Linked DNA regions of Mus musculus: region 1 is linked to region 2. The links are chromatin contacts, called in public HiChIP or PLAC-seq maps. All regions are on one chromosome and are shown on one strand. The core of a region is the stretch at or near the end of the contact, and the rest is flanking DNA. Distances in the headings are between cores, read along the strand shown. Region 1 overlaps Smyd3 (SET and MYND domain containing 3). Region 2 overlaps Kif26b (kinesin family member 26B).

Region 1 (3,315 bases), core at 735-3,234, 720 kb after region 2:
TCTCCTGATTTCATTCAGAAACAACCAGAGGATGCTATAGGTTTTTATTTTCTGTCTGTCTAAGTTGGTTGAGTTTTTTGGTTTAGGCCTGGTTTAGTTTAAGACACAGTCTTGCTGTGCAACCTAGACTGGTCTCGAACTCACAATCCTAGAGCCTGTACCTCTGGGTGCTAAGATACCATACTTTTCCTGGCTCATGTACATCTTTCCCACACAAACTGCCTCCAGTCAGGGCATACTGGTGGCTTCCCTTGGCTCCACTCTAAACGTTCCCAACTGCCAACGCAAGGGTAGCTGACCACCTTGCCACATACAGCGGGCCCTGAATAAGCAACCACTTGTTGTTACCCGTGTGTTCTTCGTTTTCCTTCCCCCAAACAAGGATAAAAACAAAATCTCCATTTTATTTTTGTGATTTTTTTTTCCCTACTGTAATTTAAAATCCCTTCTTCTGGAGGCAAGATTGGAAACCTTGCTGTGGAATCAGGCTGTCAAGACCTGCCGCCTCCAGCTACGACCGGTTACATGAGCTCTGTGATCTTCTGCACATCAGTTTCCTTGCTGCCATTCTCAACAAGAGAAAAACCAGAAATGACCAGTGCTTAGGGCTACGGTAACTGTGATCAACACTCAGGCTGTGCCTGGCACGGACGGTGTTCAGTGAAGCCTGCTGCTTTCGCTGGCCCATTTAATCCTGTGAATCCACAGCCCGCTGCTGTTGGATTGAGAGTCTTCTCGATTTGCTTGTTGTATCATCAGAAATATAACGCCCGGGCTTTCTTTGAAAGTCACCGCACGTCTTTTCTAACGCACGTGTGTTGTTTGGACAAATGGCAGAGAAGAACCAAAGCACGTGCAGGACTCAAAAGGACTGAAGCTGAACCGGTAAAAAATAACCAAAGTCACCAGGTCGTTCTCTCAGAAATGCCTGTTAGGCCACCATCGCTCAACTGTCCCTCTGATTACCCCCAAGACATTAGTCATCTGTAATTCAACAGGAATTGAGGTTACATAGGTGTGCATCTGTCAAAGTCATCGAACGAGGACACTTGGGACATACACTCACTGTAACACATCCCTTAATCCAGCTGGTCTCCCTTGTCAAATCGTGACATCTCAAGGACATCAAGGAACAAGTATTCAACTTTTGAACTCTCAAAACTAGACCTTGCCTAGCCTGTGTGAGGATCACAGTAAACACCTCACTGATCAAAGGAAGACAAACTCAAGAATTTGAGGGCCTGGGGCTGGAGAGGTGGCTCAGTAGTTAAGAGCACGGGTTGCTCTGCCAACAGCCACAAGGTGGCTCACAACTGTCTGTGACCTCAATCCCAGTCAGTGGATCGGACATTCTCTTCTGGCCCCGCTAGGGACAAAGTACCTAACGGTGCACAGGCACGCATGCAGGCAAAACACTCCTACACATACAACAAGTAGCTTAAGAGATTTAAAGAATTTAAGAAATTATATGTATTGGAGTTTATTCTGAAAAGCACTCATTAGGATTGTGAGAGTAGAGGCACACATCTTTAACCCCAGTGCTTGAGAAGCAGAGGCAGGCAGATCTCTGAGTTCAAGGACAGCCTGGTCTACAGAGTGAGTTCCAAGACAGCCAGGACTACATAGAGAAACCCTAGTGTGGGGAGTGGGGGTGGGGGACATCAGAATGAAAATGTCATAATGAAATCTATTATTCTATATGTTAACTTTAAAAAATGAAAGTACTATTTTAAGTAATGATTATATCTGGAGAGTTATTGCAAGCATTTAAATTTAACTCATTATAAAAAGAACTCTGTTAATGAACAAACTAGTGGTTTCAGTGCCTTGCACTGTTCATTATATATGACCCTACTGCCACCTAGTGGAAATGCCAGGCTATTACCACACTTGAAAAGTCCCAAAAAGAAGACAAGACTCCCAATTGGGCTGATGGGACAGAAAGCAAACATAATTAAGCCACAAACATGCAGGAGATCCCACAAGGGAACATTCCTTTCTGCTTTGATCACTTCTGTGTGCCTAGAGCCAAGGAGATTGGCAGAGGACTTTGTTGGCTTTCAGAGACTATTTATTAGCTCACTGACAAGACCCAGGGAAGACATTTAGTCATTCAAAGGCAATAGAATTTTATTCAGACAATGGATTGCTCAGTATTTAAAGGAAATGAGCTATTAAGCCACAGAAGCAAGGATCAACTTTCAATGCATGTTGCAAAGCGAAAGAAGTAAACTTGGAAGGGTTATACACAGTATGATCCAAATCCCCGTGACATTCGGGAGAAGTCAAGGCCACAGAGGCAGGAAGAAGAGCATCGGTGGCCAGGACTGACTGAGAGAGAGAGGAGGGGATAGATGGAACTGGAGACATGTCACACCCACTGGTCCAAACTCAGAGAATATGCAACACTAAGTGAATCTTAATACAAACTTTAGCTGTTAGGTGATGTGTCACATGAGTCAGGAGTTGTGATAACTGTACTTAAGGCTGGGATGTAGACGTGAGGACAGCTGTGTGTTTGAGAAGCACAGTACATATGTTACCTCTTTGTATCTCTATACCCAAAACTAGTCCAAAACACAAAATCGACTTTAAAAGAGATTACACACACACACACACACATGTATACACACACACATGTATACACACACACACAATGCTTCACTCTGACCTAAGAGTCCTCTGTGTAAAATCTGCATTTAATGAGTACATCCAAAGCAGGATGCTTGCTAGATGTGGTGGCATAAGCCTGAAAGCCAGCATTTATCAGGCTAAATTAGGTGTTTAAGGCCAGCCTGGAGAAAGGGGTACTTCCTAGTCATCAAGCAGTTTGATGGTGCTTACTGGGTATCACACGCTGTCTTCCCCGTTTCACAAACATCAGATCATTTCATGTATAGAGAATCTGTGACTGCCACTCCTGGCTGCCAATCTCACATCTGGAATGAACTACAATCCAGAAGCAGAGGGCACACCTACAACAGATTTTTTGCTTGGTTAGAAGTGTGTGGATCCACTTCTAGTCAGGACTTTTGGTGGAAAGGCACTCACCTTTTATCTGTATCTTAAGGTGGGAAGACACACCTATAATCCGGGCCACACCTTCTGCTGGAAGCCTACATAAGGACTTAGAAGAAGGAAGCTTTTGCTCTGTGCCCGCTTGCTCTTCTCTTGCTAGCCAAGTCCATTCCTTCACTGGCATTAGATTAGAGCCTATCTCTTAGGGATGTGTCTACTAGCAGAGACATCTAGCCTCATGGACTGACAACTCCTGGATTCTTGGACTTTCTGTTCACAGCCTGACATTGTTGGATT
Region 2 (3,285 bases), core at 53-2,552:
GCTAAAGCTAGCAGTCAGAGAGCACTGATTCCCAAGCAAGAGCCTGGTGCTCAGGGTTCCCTTAAAGCCATACAGAGCGTGTCAATGAAAGGATGGGTAAAACCACAGAGAAAATGCTGTCTGCCTTCCCTGATCACTCACCCTGAGAATTTTGTGTTGTTTGCTTTTGATATTTAATCCCCTTCTTATTCATACAGGTTCTTTAAACATTGAAATGTTTGTAACTCTTTAGAGCTACTTACCCCTGGAAAAGTGTGTGTGTGTGTGTGTGTGTGTGTGTGTGTGTGTGTGTGTGTGTCTTGGCAGAAGTGGATGGCACACTCTATCAAATGAATTATTTTTGAAAGGAATTCTTACTGAGCTGGGGCAGGGGTAGGAAAGCCACAGGATGGTCCTTGAGCCTGGCAGCATAGTCTCTTGCTACCCCCAAAGCAGGGTAGCTATGACGTAACCTGCAGGAAGGACACCATGAAGGGCTGGGGCTGATGGTTATATCAGACAGTTATTGTCTCTTTACAGAGTGAAAGTCCTGTGTCTTTCCAAGCTCCTCTGTAGCTAATCAGAGCAGGAAATGAAAAGGAAATCTGAAATGTTAGCTAGCTCTTCGTTACTGTAGCAAATACCCAAGGCAATCAATCAGTTTACAAAGAGGAAGGGCTCATTTTTTTGTTCCTAGTTAGAGATGCCTTGAGTGCCTGATTCGTTGGGCCTCACTGTTTTAGGGCCTATGATGAGATAACATGTCAGAGGCAAGGGATAGGAAGAAGGGACTGAGTCTGAGATCCCCTCCAAAGGCGCAGTGACTTAGATCTCCCACTAGGCCCCATCGATCCAATGGTCCACCACACACTGGAGACCAAGCCTTTGGCAAAGGACCATTGGGGAGCGGGGACACTTAAAATCCAAATCATAGCATCTGCTGAGGCAGCTTCATTCGTCTGCCTCCTGATGTAGATTGATGTAGAGAGAATGAGGAGTGGATTTAGCAGAATCAATGACACCCCCCAGTCCTCACAAGAACAGTGTGGAATGGGCCCACTAGAAAAATATCCAAACATGCAAAATGAGACCTATGTTTTGGGGCCGCTTGTCTATCCCTTCATCCAATCTCTGGACTTCATCTTAAGAGCTGATTTATACTGATGGGATATTTCTTTTTCTGGATTGAAAACAAACTCTTGAGCCTGTGGGCTCCTTTAAGCCTGGAACAACCGAGTGAATGGATGGCTGCATACAGCCCGTCTGGGTCAGCTGCATGGCCAGCCACTGTGGTATTTCTTTTCCTATTCTAACATAACAAAGGGCTGACTAAGCTAGGAGGGGAACAGAGCCAGGGAAGGAGACTACAGCCCTACAGTATTTTATGGGAATAGTATAAATTGTGGTCATCTAAAGGAAGATTTATGCCTAGAATTTACAAGGTAAACAGAATCACCCACAGGAAGGAAAAGGACAGATTTTCAAACCCCAGACCTTCTCTTCCGTTTTCTTAGCTGAAGGAGAGGTGAGCTGGTGGGCAGACATTGTGAGGATCTTGCTGTAAACTTTACATTGCCCTCCCCACCCCCAAAACACGTTGAAAGCTCCCCATCCCTCTTTAAGATAACTGACAGTTACTCTGAGAGAAAGGAACTCACAAGCTTTAGTATAAGGGGGCTAAAATCACCCAGGGTTTTGGGTTCAAGCATGTGCCATCCTGCCCAAGGTGATGACAGTGGCCGTTTCTTCTCAGGAGCTGTAGGAAGGAAGCTAGGAAGCCTCTAGCTCTGAACAGTATTCAGCAAGACCATTAACATTTCTGAGCATCCCATGATTAAAATAAGACCATGTTAGATACTTGCACAGCTGTGTGGTGACATAAAAGGGGATCAGGGAAGAAGGAAGGAGGAGGGAGGGGAGGAGGAGGAGAAGGAGGAGGAAGAGAAGGGAGAGGAGAAGGAGGAAGAAGAGGAGGATGGAGGGGAGGAGGAAGAGGAGGCTGTTGGCTTATCCTGGGTCTACACTTTCATTTGAGCCTGTAGCAGGATGGTGCTTTGTGGAGTCTTTTGCTAGCTTCTGATGTCTGCTAGACTCCCCTTGTTCAAATTCTGGATTTAACTGTTCTTGAAGTTTGAGGTGAAATCCGGACTTTGAGAAAAGGATAGTCTTTTTAAAAATTTTTTTATTAGGTATTTTCCTCATTTTCATTTCCAATGCTATCCCAAAAGTCCCCCATACCCTCCCCCCCTACTCCCCTACCCACCCCCTCCCACTTCTTGACCCTGACGTTCCCCTGTACTGAGGCATATAAAGTTTGCACGACCAATGGGCCTCTCTTTCCACTGATTGCCAGCTAGGCCATCTTCTGATACATATGCAGCTAGAGACACAAGCTCCAGGGGATACTGGTTAGTTTATATTGTTGTTCCACCTATAGGGTTGCAGATCCCTTTAGCTCCTTGGATACTTTCTCTAGCTCCCCCATTGGGGGCCTTGTGACCCATCCAATAGCTGACTGTGAGCATCCGCTTCTGTGTTTGCTAGGCCCCAGCATAGTCTCTCAAGAGACAGCTATATCAAGGTCCTTTCAGCAAAATCTTGCTAGTGTATGCAATGGTGTCTGCGTTTGGCGGCTGGCTGATTATGGGATGGATCCCTGGATATGGTAGTCTCTAGATGGTCCATCCTTTTGTCTCAGCTCCAAACTTTGTCTCTGCAACTCCTTCCATGGGTGTTTTGTTCCCAATTCTAAGAAGGGGCACTTGATCTTTGACAAGGGAGCTAAAACCATCCAGTGGAAAAAAGACAGCATTTTCAACAAATGGTGCTGGCACAACTGGCAGTTAACATGTAGAAGAATGTGAATTGATCCATTCCTATCTCCTTGTACTAGTTAACATGTAGAAGAATGTGAATTGATCCATTCCTATCTCCTTGTACTAAGGTCAAATCTAAGTGGATCAAGGAACTCCACATAAAACCAGAGACACTGAAACTTATAGAGGAGAAAGTGGGGAAAAGCCTGGAAGATATGGGCTTCCAGGGAAAAATTCCTGAATCGAACAGCAATGGCTTGTGCTGTAAGATCAAGAATTGACAAATGGGACCTCATAAAATTGCAAAGCTTCTGTAAGGCAAAGGACACCGTCAATAAGACAAAAAGGTCACCAACAGACTGGGAAAGGATCTTTACCTATCCTAAATCAGATAGGGGACTAATATCTAATATATGTAAAGAACTGAAGAAGGTGGACTCCAGAAAATCAGATAACCCCATTAAAAAATGGGGCTCAGAGCTAAACAAAG

The links. HiChIP or PLAC-seq counts read pairs in DNA pulled down with a chosen protein or histone mark.
Region 1: an H3K27ac HiChIP or PLAC-seq map of the NIH/3T3 cell line shows a contact between it and region 2, with 10 times the contacts expected there. The contact joins two enhancer-like sites. A contact is called at or near these places in 3 of 15 datasets of contacts at CTCF or cohesin (embryonic stem cells, pro-B cells and stem cell-derived epiblast-like cells), 10 of 484 Hi-C or Micro-C datasets (adipose-derived mesenchymal stem cells, embryonic stem cells, palatal mesenchyme and 1 more), 1 of 115 datasets of contacts at active chromatin or transcription factors (the NIH/3T3 cell line) and 1 of 9 other capture datasets (embryonic stem cells).

What each region holds. Positions count from the first base shown.
Region 1 is chr1:179,475,392-179,478,706 of GRCm38.p6, forward strand. The region is part of intron 1 of Smyd3 (SET and MYND domain containing 3); the gene reads right to left. Among named protein-coding and RNA genes, the nearest start is that of Smyd3, 41 kb to the right of the region's middle. Within about 2 kb of position 1,985, at least 61 of the 459 cell types and tissues checked have an H3K27ac peak or open chromatin away from gene starts, as enhancers often do. A contact at or near this core is called in the NIH/3T3 cell line and adipose-derived mesenchymal stem cells, where this site is marked.
Region 2 is chr1:178,757,394-178,760,678 of GRCm38.p6, forward strand. All of the region lies in intron 4 of Kif26b (kinesin family member 26B), which reads left to right. It also overlaps the pseudogene Gm34176. Among named protein-coding and RNA genes, the nearest start is that of Gm46249, 17 kb to the right of the region's middle. Within about 2 kb of position 1,303, at least 13 of the 459 cell types and tissues checked have an H3K27ac peak or open chromatin away from gene starts, as enhancers often do. A contact at or near this core is called in the NIH/3T3 cell line and adipose-derived mesenchymal stem cells, where this site is marked.